2 separate regions of the Nothobranchius furzeri genome follow, and region 1 is linked to region 2. A link is a contact called in public Micro-C data. All regions are on one chromosome and are shown on one strand. Each heading gives the region's core, a stretch centred on a gene start, on an enhancer-like site or on the middle of the called end of the contact. The rest is flanking DNA. Distances are from core to core; before and after follow the strand shown.

Region 1 (4,672 bases), core at 1,861-4,360, 87 kb after region 2:
GCAGTAATCAGCCTTGGGGGTGGCTACAGAAATTGAACTCAGGTGTGAAACACCACAGTTGGGTTATTTTTTAACAAGGGGGCAATCACTTTTTCACACAGGGCAATGTAGGTTTGGATTTTGTTCTCTCCCTAAATAATAAAAACCATCATTTCAAAACTGCATTTTGTGTTTACTTGTGTTATCTTTGACTAATGGTTAAACGTGTTTGATGATCAGAAACATTTTGTGTGACAAACATGCAAAAGAATAAGAAATCAGGAAGGGGCAGAAAGTTTTTCACACCACTGTAAACAGAAATGTAAACAGATCAACGAGAGAGCGCTGAACACCAGCAGTGGAAATTTGGTGGGTCAGTGAGACCGACAACTGGATGGTCCAATGGTTGCTTTTGCTCCAAGCCGTGTTATTGTCTTTTTAGAGAGAGAACACTTTATTCGTTCATTTGTTTTAATCTCAACAATACATTTACAGCGAAACTATGTTAAAACGTTGTTAAGAGGCATGAAAAAGTGTTTTAAGCTAACGTGTTCTGTAGATTTACTGTTGCAGCTTTTTTTTTTAAACTTCACCAGAAACTCTTCCAACTTCACAAAAGCCAGTTGTTTAGTGACGTCTGCTGATGTCATCACTTACCGAGTTACAGCCAATCAGAACAAGTTACCCATGAATCCCACTCAGCGACCGTATCGGGCCGTTTCCCAGTACACACCCCAGTTCCGGTAGTGGATTAGCACAGGCACGCTGCAAAGGTCTGGTGAATTTACCCAGAAGTTCCAGTAGATCCGACTTTGGAAGACATCTTACTGTCTTCATTTTATTTTGAATCGGTATCTCACCGGGCTGCAACTAGTTGGAGACACAAATTGTGAGGAAATGGCAAATTTTCACATCAAAATGAAAACTAATTGCAACTTTTGCACCATATTTGTCCAGATTTCTTAAAGTAGTGTTTTATTTATTGCATTGCAAAGTGAGTTTAGTTTGTTTACAGTTGACCATCATGTTTACAGTTTAGTAGCACACGGTACGATAGCTTGAGTGGTCACCGAGGCGCATTACATTTCTCTCACCAGTTCCAGATGCCCTGTGACGACGTTCGGACCACTTGGAGAGACAATTTGTTTTGTGGACTTTTTGAACAGTTTCAAAAATCAGTGAGGTCAAGTGATTCGTGCAAAGAAGCCAGGAAAATGTTCAACATGAATCTTCCCGTGGCTGTTTTAGGTCCTCATAACGATTTGGTGACAAACTCATAAATGTGTTGCATAAAGGGAGCACGTATATGTTTAAAGGTCACTAAGCAAACCAAACTCAATGATAAACACCTGTTTCTCTGAAGTTTTCATAATTTGACTTCAAACCTAATAAAAAAGTAACTCAACTACTAAGTGACAGTCATGAGATCCGAAACATGGTTCCCTAATTTATTGACAGATTGCTTAAATTCAGCTGAAATCTTCGTCTCAGTTAGAACACATGAAGATATGATCCAAACTCAGCTGATCTCACCATTTCACAAACCAAAACAGGAAATAGCCACTGGCACCGCGTTTCCTTTGGTGCCAGGAGCTCCAGCTTGGATTGTCAGCGCCATGTCAATGTCCCCACATGCCTTTCTTTACAGCACTCCGTCTCCTTGCAACTTGGTTACAAAGAGCCCCGCTCTGAAACTGGCACCCATTTTGGCTCTGGAGAAATGATGGGAGTGTTTTTTTTTTATTTCTGTAGGTTTCCATGACGATAATGAGGCCAGGAGGCACTGGTGGGAGAAAAATGGCTAAAGGCGATGGAGGGGAGAGGGTATTGTGGAGGGGGTTGGTTTGGTAATGCCAAGACTCATGACTCATTGTAACGAGGGACTAGAGGAGGAAGTCAATGAGGGTGGAGAGGAATGCAGGACTGGTATTGGTGGAGCAACGGTTGACAGATGAGAGGCCGTTTTGTTTTTACCCGCTCAGAAATGAGGAACGAAGGAGGCTCAGTTAGGAATTGAAAAAAGTTTGCATCATTGAGACGAATTCACCTACATTTATGTCTCTCTGGAGCCTGTATTGTCATAACAATGGTAGCAAAAGCTAACTGGTTAGTGCTGCTGACCTGGTTCTTACATGAAAACCAGCAGATGTGGTTTAAGTTTCACTCGCACCAAGGCTGGGGATGGGGGGGGGGGGGGGGGGGGGGGGGGATTGCATGGCCTGCAGGTTTTCTGCAGGAAACGTTTCCCAAACCGACAACGTTCATGCAAACGCTTTCCACAACCAGCTTCTAATCTGCAGGATTGTTACCTTTAAAAAAAAAATCTCCTTCTGAAATGTTAAAAACTCTTATTTTCCCATTAAATAAGTAAAAATATACATTTCAGTGCAAAGATGCAGCAAAAATGTTCAAGATTGTCAACTTGAAATGATGTTTATTTATATGAATTCAGTGCATAATTAGCCACAGATGAGTTCTGCGAGCTTGTTGGCCTCAGCGTCTATTTAGACTTTTTACTTTAATCCAGAAACAATCAGTGACACAAAAATACGATTTTGAAGGGGAAAGTGGTCTTTGGAACCGTCGGGAGGAAGATCTTTTCTTTTACTCGTTCGAAATGCCGAGAAGCATCATCAAACCCATTGTTGGTGTGAGTTTCTAACCGGATCCTATTTGAATGTGTAAAACATCTACGACCGGCTCAACCGGAATTCTAATCAGTTGGGATTTAGTGTGATTGTTACGGATCACATTCCACATTCGTTACTCAAAGTTCCAAAAGAAAACATCACCTCTACGTTGTTGCACATGTGCCTCACACCTGAGAATCAGCGAAAAGTGTGTGTGAGCTGCTTCTGTCAAGCATCCCGCCTGCCCACACACACCAGCTGATCAGCTCATCCCGTAATCTGACATCCATTTACCTTGGATGACACAGAGGGAGAGGGTTATCAACATTCCTGCGATAGACAAAGTGTTGTCTTCAGAGAGGAGGACATGGTTGTGACTGACTGGACACAGAGGTGTACAGTTACAGCCCCATTCCTGCCTCTAGCCCAGAGCAGCAGCCAATCACAGCTCCCGCCAGGTCCCTCCCACATCAGGGGCAGGCTTTAAAACTCCCCTGTATATTCTCCTCTGTCTATCCTCTTTGGTATTTTCCTCTGCTGGCCTGCCTGTCTGCCTGCCTAACCAGTCTCCTCGTTTCAAATTTGTTTCATTCAAAAGAAAAAAATCAGATCCTCAGAATGTCTTTCAGGACCTCCTCAAGCAGCAGTTTCAGGAGTTCATCTGCCCCAAGGAGCTTCAGCAGCAGCTCCTATGCAGGACCAGGTGGAGTCACCTCCCGCAAGTCCTTCACAGTCAAGAGCTCCTATGGAGGTGCTGCTGGCAGCGGCTTTGGAGGAGCAGGAGGCATGGGCATGGGCTTTGGAGGAGCTGGCATCACCAGGAGCTCTGCGTACAGCGTGAGTTCCAGCATGGGTGGTCCAGGAAGCATGAGCTTCGGCAGCAGCATGCCCGTCCATACCCCCATCAGTGCCGTGACGGTGAACAAGAGCCTGCTGGCCCCCCTCAACCTTGAGATTGACCCCACAATTCAAGTGGTCCGCACCCAGGAGAAAGAGCAGATCAAGAGCCTCAACAACCGCTTTGCCTCTTTCATTGACAAGGTAAGAGTTTTAAAAGTTCTTTAGAAAGTTCAGTCACAGAGTTTAGACGATGTCTCACAGCTGGGACGTGTTGGACGGAGAGACATATGTCCAGCACTTGCCTGTTAGTGCAGATTCTGCCATAAAGACATTGATTCATGCCTTTCTCTTTACTCTTCTCGCCTCACACAAATCAAACACAGGCAGCAGAGGGTTTGGCCCTCAGTCTTCTGGCTTTGCTTTTGACTGTGATGAAAAACAGATGTAGGGAGAAGAAAGCAGGAACGAGAAAGAGAAGAGGAGAAAAAAGGCCCAAGGGTGTGTCAGGGCAGAGCTCAGGGCTTGTGATACAAGTTACCTTGGGAATGGTCCCTCCCTTAGCCAGGGTGTGGCTTTTTCTGCTGTCCACACACACACACACACACGCACGCACGCACACACACACACACACACACACACACACACACACACACACACACACACACACACACACACACACACACACACACACACACACACACACACCATGTCTTGTCATATGTCTATGTATAAAGTATTTTTGAACTGAATAGAATTTGGACACACACACTAATGAGAACGTATTGTTACCTTTGACACAATGGCTTGTTTCTTGCGGGCTTGCTGTATAAGGAGCGTTCGTGACAAGACGACCCTTAAATCTTCTGAATAAGCTGAATTTCTGTGTTACGATTGTGCTCACAGGTGAGTTTCAATCCCCTGAGGTCTCATGGGTGGGTTAATATTTAAAAAGGCCGCTTGGTTTCATGTTCTGGTCAATGCCAGCTGACTGGCAACAGATCAACCTTCCACCCCCCCCAACGAAGATAAGAGGCGTGCTTCGACTCTGAGCAGATCAAAGAGACTCACGCGCACACGGAGTCGCCTTACTGCCGTCATTACTCAAGCGTAAATGAAGATTTAATAAGAGGTGATTTGATCTCATCAGTGGGGAGCAATGTCCGCTGCTTATCTGCTCTCACTATCTCTATTTTACTGGTGATAAATTAGCAAACTCTCCACCT
Region 2 (4,818 bases), core at 968-3,467:
TTCTTCCCAGTCTGGAAGCAACCTTTGTCCAGTTCTCCGCAAAAGAAATTTGAATTAAATAGGATTGAAGTTATGGTCATTTGATGGTTTTGTGAAGCAGCGTGTAGAACAAGCACAAAACTAAACAATGGTTAGGTTTTTCATAAAAACTAAGCACATTGCTTCAAGTTGCTGAGCAGCTGTTGTGTTGATCCAACACAACAAAAATGTATTTCTAGATAATAACCGCGTCAGCAGGGTTAGCTTAGAGGGGTTGTGGATGGTTGTAAATCCCTTGATTTGAAATGTGATTCGTTCCATTTCTTAGATGACTCGTCTGAGTCGAGTGAAGACGAGGGCTGGCTGACCCGCGAGGAAATCAAAGAAAAGAGCAAGCGTCTGGTTGAAGCCCAGCATACGACCAACACTTCAGGCAACAAGTGGGAGGAAGATGCAGACCATGTGAAATAAAACAACACAGTTTGAAATCAGTAAGTGTCGTGTTTAATTTTAATGTTCAGTGTCCAGCTCTGACACTAAAAATGCTCCAAAACAGCTCCTGACTGGATATCATCACGTTTTATATTTTATGTGTACATTTATATATATATATATATATATATATATATATATATATATATATATATATATATATATATGCACACACACACACACATATATACATATATATATATATATATATATATACATATACATATATGTGTGTATATATACACACATATATGTATGTGTATATATATATATATATATGTATATATATATATATGTATATATATATATATATGTGTGTGTGTGTGTGTGTGTGTGTGTGTGTGTGTGTATATACATATATATTTATATATACATACATACATATACATACATACATACATATATATATATATATATATATATATACATATATATATATATATATATATATATACACACATATATATATATATATACATATATATATATATATATACATATATATATATATATATATATATATACATATATATATATATATATATATATATATATATATATATATATATATATATATATATATATATATATATATACATACACACACACACACACACACACACACACACACACACACACATATATACATACATATATATATATATATATATATATATATATATATATATATGTGTGTGTGTGTGTGTGTGTGTGTGTGTGTGTGTGTGTGTGTGTGTGTGTGTGTGTGTGTGTGTATATATATACATATACATATTGAGAGGTGCTATAGAAATGATATTTTCTTCTTATTCTTCTGTACCTGAGCTATTGCAATATTGCAATTTCCCCACTGAGGGACTAAGAAAGGTATTCTTATTCTTATTCTTAGGAGGAGGAGAAAAGGAAGATTTGCCATTTTTTTCTGAGCCATGGCACTCATCCACCACCAGGCGGCAGCAGAAGCAAAGATATCTCACCAGTCTAGAGTTTTTTTTTTTTTCATCTTCTGGTGGACTCAACACCTCAAGTTTAGTTAACTCCGAAACTCTCTTCGTGTTTTTCTTAATAACCATAACTTTGCTGTGGAAACGTGACCATTTCACCCCTCTGCACTTAGTTATTGTTAGCCTTCTTTATTTGTTTTTGTTTTTTCGGTGACTTGATCTTAAAATAAAGTTGTGTTGACTCTTTCGGCTTGCAGGAAACAGACTGATGAGCTGAATTAAGCAGCACACACACACACACACACACACACACACACACACACACACACACACACACACACACACACACACACACACACACACACACACACACACACACACACACACACACACACACACACACACACACACACACCCTCTCTCTGCTGGTCATCTGAACATCTTGGTAACACCCAAACAGCTCAATCACTGTTTTGACAACAGCGACGCTCCGCCACATTCCTGCAGCAGCTTCTCGACCCAAACTCCTCATCTGTCACTTAGACTGTTTTCATTAACGTACCACCCAAGATCGTTTATTCCTCCAGTGCTTTCTGAACTTTACGGCTTCTGTCTGGCGAATGATGCACTTAGCCAGCCTCTAAAAGACAAGACAAATGGGGAGAGAGGATGTTAAACAGAGAATTACGGTACTACTGTGCCCACAAAGAAGTCCATTATTCACCATCATTAACCCGTGAGCTTTGCGACTGTAGTCAGGATATTCATATGTAAAGCACTTCCCATTTGTATTTCCTGATTGCCATGGCAACCCTTAAAGGCCCGAATGCTTTCCAGTGACTTGTGCCAGTTAGGCGTGAGGAGGAATCTGTACTTTTCTCTGTCTTGACTTTTGGCTTTTATTTGAAAACTGTATTTATGTGATGAGAAAAGGTTGTGAGGCAAATCACGTCTGTTTTAGTCGGTCAAAACAAACTCGTTTAAAAGCCACACAGAGGAGAGACTGTTTATCGGACAATCCGTTTGTAGACTCTTCTTTTCCTGAGATGTTGGTAACTTAGTGCCTGAAGTCCTTTCTCAGAATCTCGAGGGATAAAACATGTCATCGTTGCTGTGGTCAGAGTCTTTGTTTACATAAAATATCTGATGAATACATTAAGTGTCTTTCTAGTTCGCACATTGGTTTTGCCTCTGCCATCTTTTCCTATTTCCTCTTTTTCATTTTTTTAAACCTTTGCAGACGTCATGCTGCCACGTAGATCAAGCTGTCACCCCACCCACATCAGCAATCCACGCAAATAGGTGGAGTGGTTAGTGCTACGTTTGTGCCGTCAAAATAGTCATTTGTGCTGCTGTGGTTTTTAAAATATTCAACATTATGTTTATAGGTCATTCAGGGGTCGCCATCCCCCCAGGTAGGACCAAAATGAACCGGCCCAGTCTACGTATTTAGTGCTACGTTTGTGCTCATTTGTGCCGTTAAAACGATCGTTTGTGCTGCTGTTGTTTTCGAGATATTAATAGTTTAATTTTGCGGCGATGACGTCACCACCTCAACCGGAAGAAGTTCGCGGTTCATAACCTCTTCTACTTGAAGTAGGTGAGGGGTCACCTTCCCCCGAGGTAGGTCCAAAATGAACCGCCCCAGTCTACGTATTTAGTGCTACATTTGTGCCGTTAAAACGATCGTTTGTGCTGCTGTGGTTTTCGAGATATATGATTATTATAAGGTGCTAATATATATAACATTTTTACTGTAATGCTTTTCAACTTGTACTTTTGAAATGATTTTGTGCCTTTGTTTGAAAATTGACGAATAAAGTTCTTTAAAAATATGTTGTGCTTGCACTATTTTTTAAATATAAAACAAAGAAACACTTCACTTCAAAATAGTTGTGAACGGAAAAACACTACTTCCGGAAGAGTTATTGATCCTGCCTCTTTCTGCTCAAGGCATTTCCGGTGGTGATGTCATCACCCCAAAATAAACTCTTAACATCTCGAAAACCACAGCAGCACAAACGACCATTTTAACGGCACAAATGAGCACAAACATAGCACTAAATACGTAGACTGGTCCGGTTCATTTAGGACCTACCTGGGGGGATGGTGACCCCTGAATGACCTATGAAAATAATGTTGAATATTTTAAAAACCACAGCAGCACAAACGACTATTTTAACGGCACATATCAGCACAAACGCAGCACGAACCACTCCACCTATTTGCGTGGATTGCTGATGTGGGTGGGGCGACAGCTTGATCTACGTATTACTGCCACCACTCCCGAGACCTTCTAAACTCCTTTTGCTAAAACAGGGACTAAAAAAACAAACAAATGTGTCGTCTTTAAGACACAAAAATCCAATCACCACTTCCTAATGTATAAAGTCAACACTGGTTTGTCTTTATTCAGTCAAATAAAAGCTGCACAACAGGAAATGACAGCTTATTAGAGCCTCTGTTGTTACTTCAGGGAAAATTAAGTTAAGCATTGAGGTATTTATGCGCTGATGATGATGGAAGGAGCAGCTGTGTCCCTTCAATGTTAGCTTTGGGAGGGTGTACTCTTTGTAAACACACCACCATGGACATTGCAGATGAACAAAAAGCGATGTAGACCACATATTGACCTGATTAATCTCTGATATAAATATTGATTTTATCAGGACTGGGGAGTCATGGTAAGATGTCTGGGCCAGGATGGGCACAAGCAGCCGTAGGGACCAGGCTGATTTTGCACACCTAAAGCAACGCTAAAGACTTTTTAACACTGTAACCTATTGCCTTTAAATTGGTTTCAATGGTTCTTGAGCCAGAAACTTAAGCAGCTTGGGCATGGGACAGCACTCTGTTGCCCTCTGCTGGCCAGAAACTGCACAAAACATTGTTGGCGGTACGAGTAGGAGCGCTAATGGGAGCATCCATCAATAGAATGTTTGCTTTTTTTTGTTGCCGGCATAGTGGAGCCTGCAAATAAGAGGAAGAGTAACATAGTTAAAGGTGAAGCAAAGAAAGTCTGGACGTGACAATGAACTCAAACCAGAGCAAACGTCGGTGCGGCATACACTCGTTAGTTTCAGTTTCAAACCATCTCAAAAAGCAGCAAGATCCAATTTTTTTATTCTAAAATGCCGGTAATTATAACTTCGTGAAAATGTGCAAAATACGACAACTTGTCCGACGACACTATTGACTGCATGGCCTGTAGAACGATTTACGGCAGTTGTAATTCTGCTTTCAACCAGTAGGGGGAAGACGTGGGAAACTTATTAAGTCCGGGATCACATCTTTTAATAGGCCCATCAGGAAAGTTGGAATTGGGTCTTAGCTGTGTTTGAATAATTCATCCTGTGGTTTTTGTGGACCCAAATTTGCTTTTGCATAAATTTTGCTGGCCAGA

What was found. Hi-C and Micro-C count contacts between places; a contact is called where the count stands out from the background.
Region 1: a Micro-C map of tail fin shows a contact between it and region 2, with 13 times the contacts expected there. The contact joins the promoter of krt8 here to the enhancer-like site in region 2. A contact is called at or near these places in 2 of 2 Hi-C or Micro-C datasets (skeletal muscle and tail fin).

Annotation. Positions count from the first base shown.
Region 1 is chr15:49,541,742-49,546,413 of NfurGRZ-RIMD1, forward strand. krt8 (keratin 8) reads left to right here and starts at 3,111. Exons shown (of 8, transcript XM_015968613.3): 1 at 3,111-3,650. The coding sequence starts at 3,228.
Region 2 is chr15:49,455,309-49,460,126 of NfurGRZ-RIMD1, forward strand. LOC107391343 (myosin-11) reads left to right here. Exons shown (of 13, transcript XM_054746187.2): 12 at 308-470; 13 at 1,361-1,475. The coding sequence ends at 450. Among protein-coding and RNA genes, the nearest start is that of LOC107391343, 23 kb to the left of the region's middle. Within about 2 kb of position 2,218, at least 1 of the 3 cell types and tissues checked has an H3K27ac peak or open chromatin away from gene starts, as enhancers often do. A contact at or near this core is called in tail fin, where this site is marked.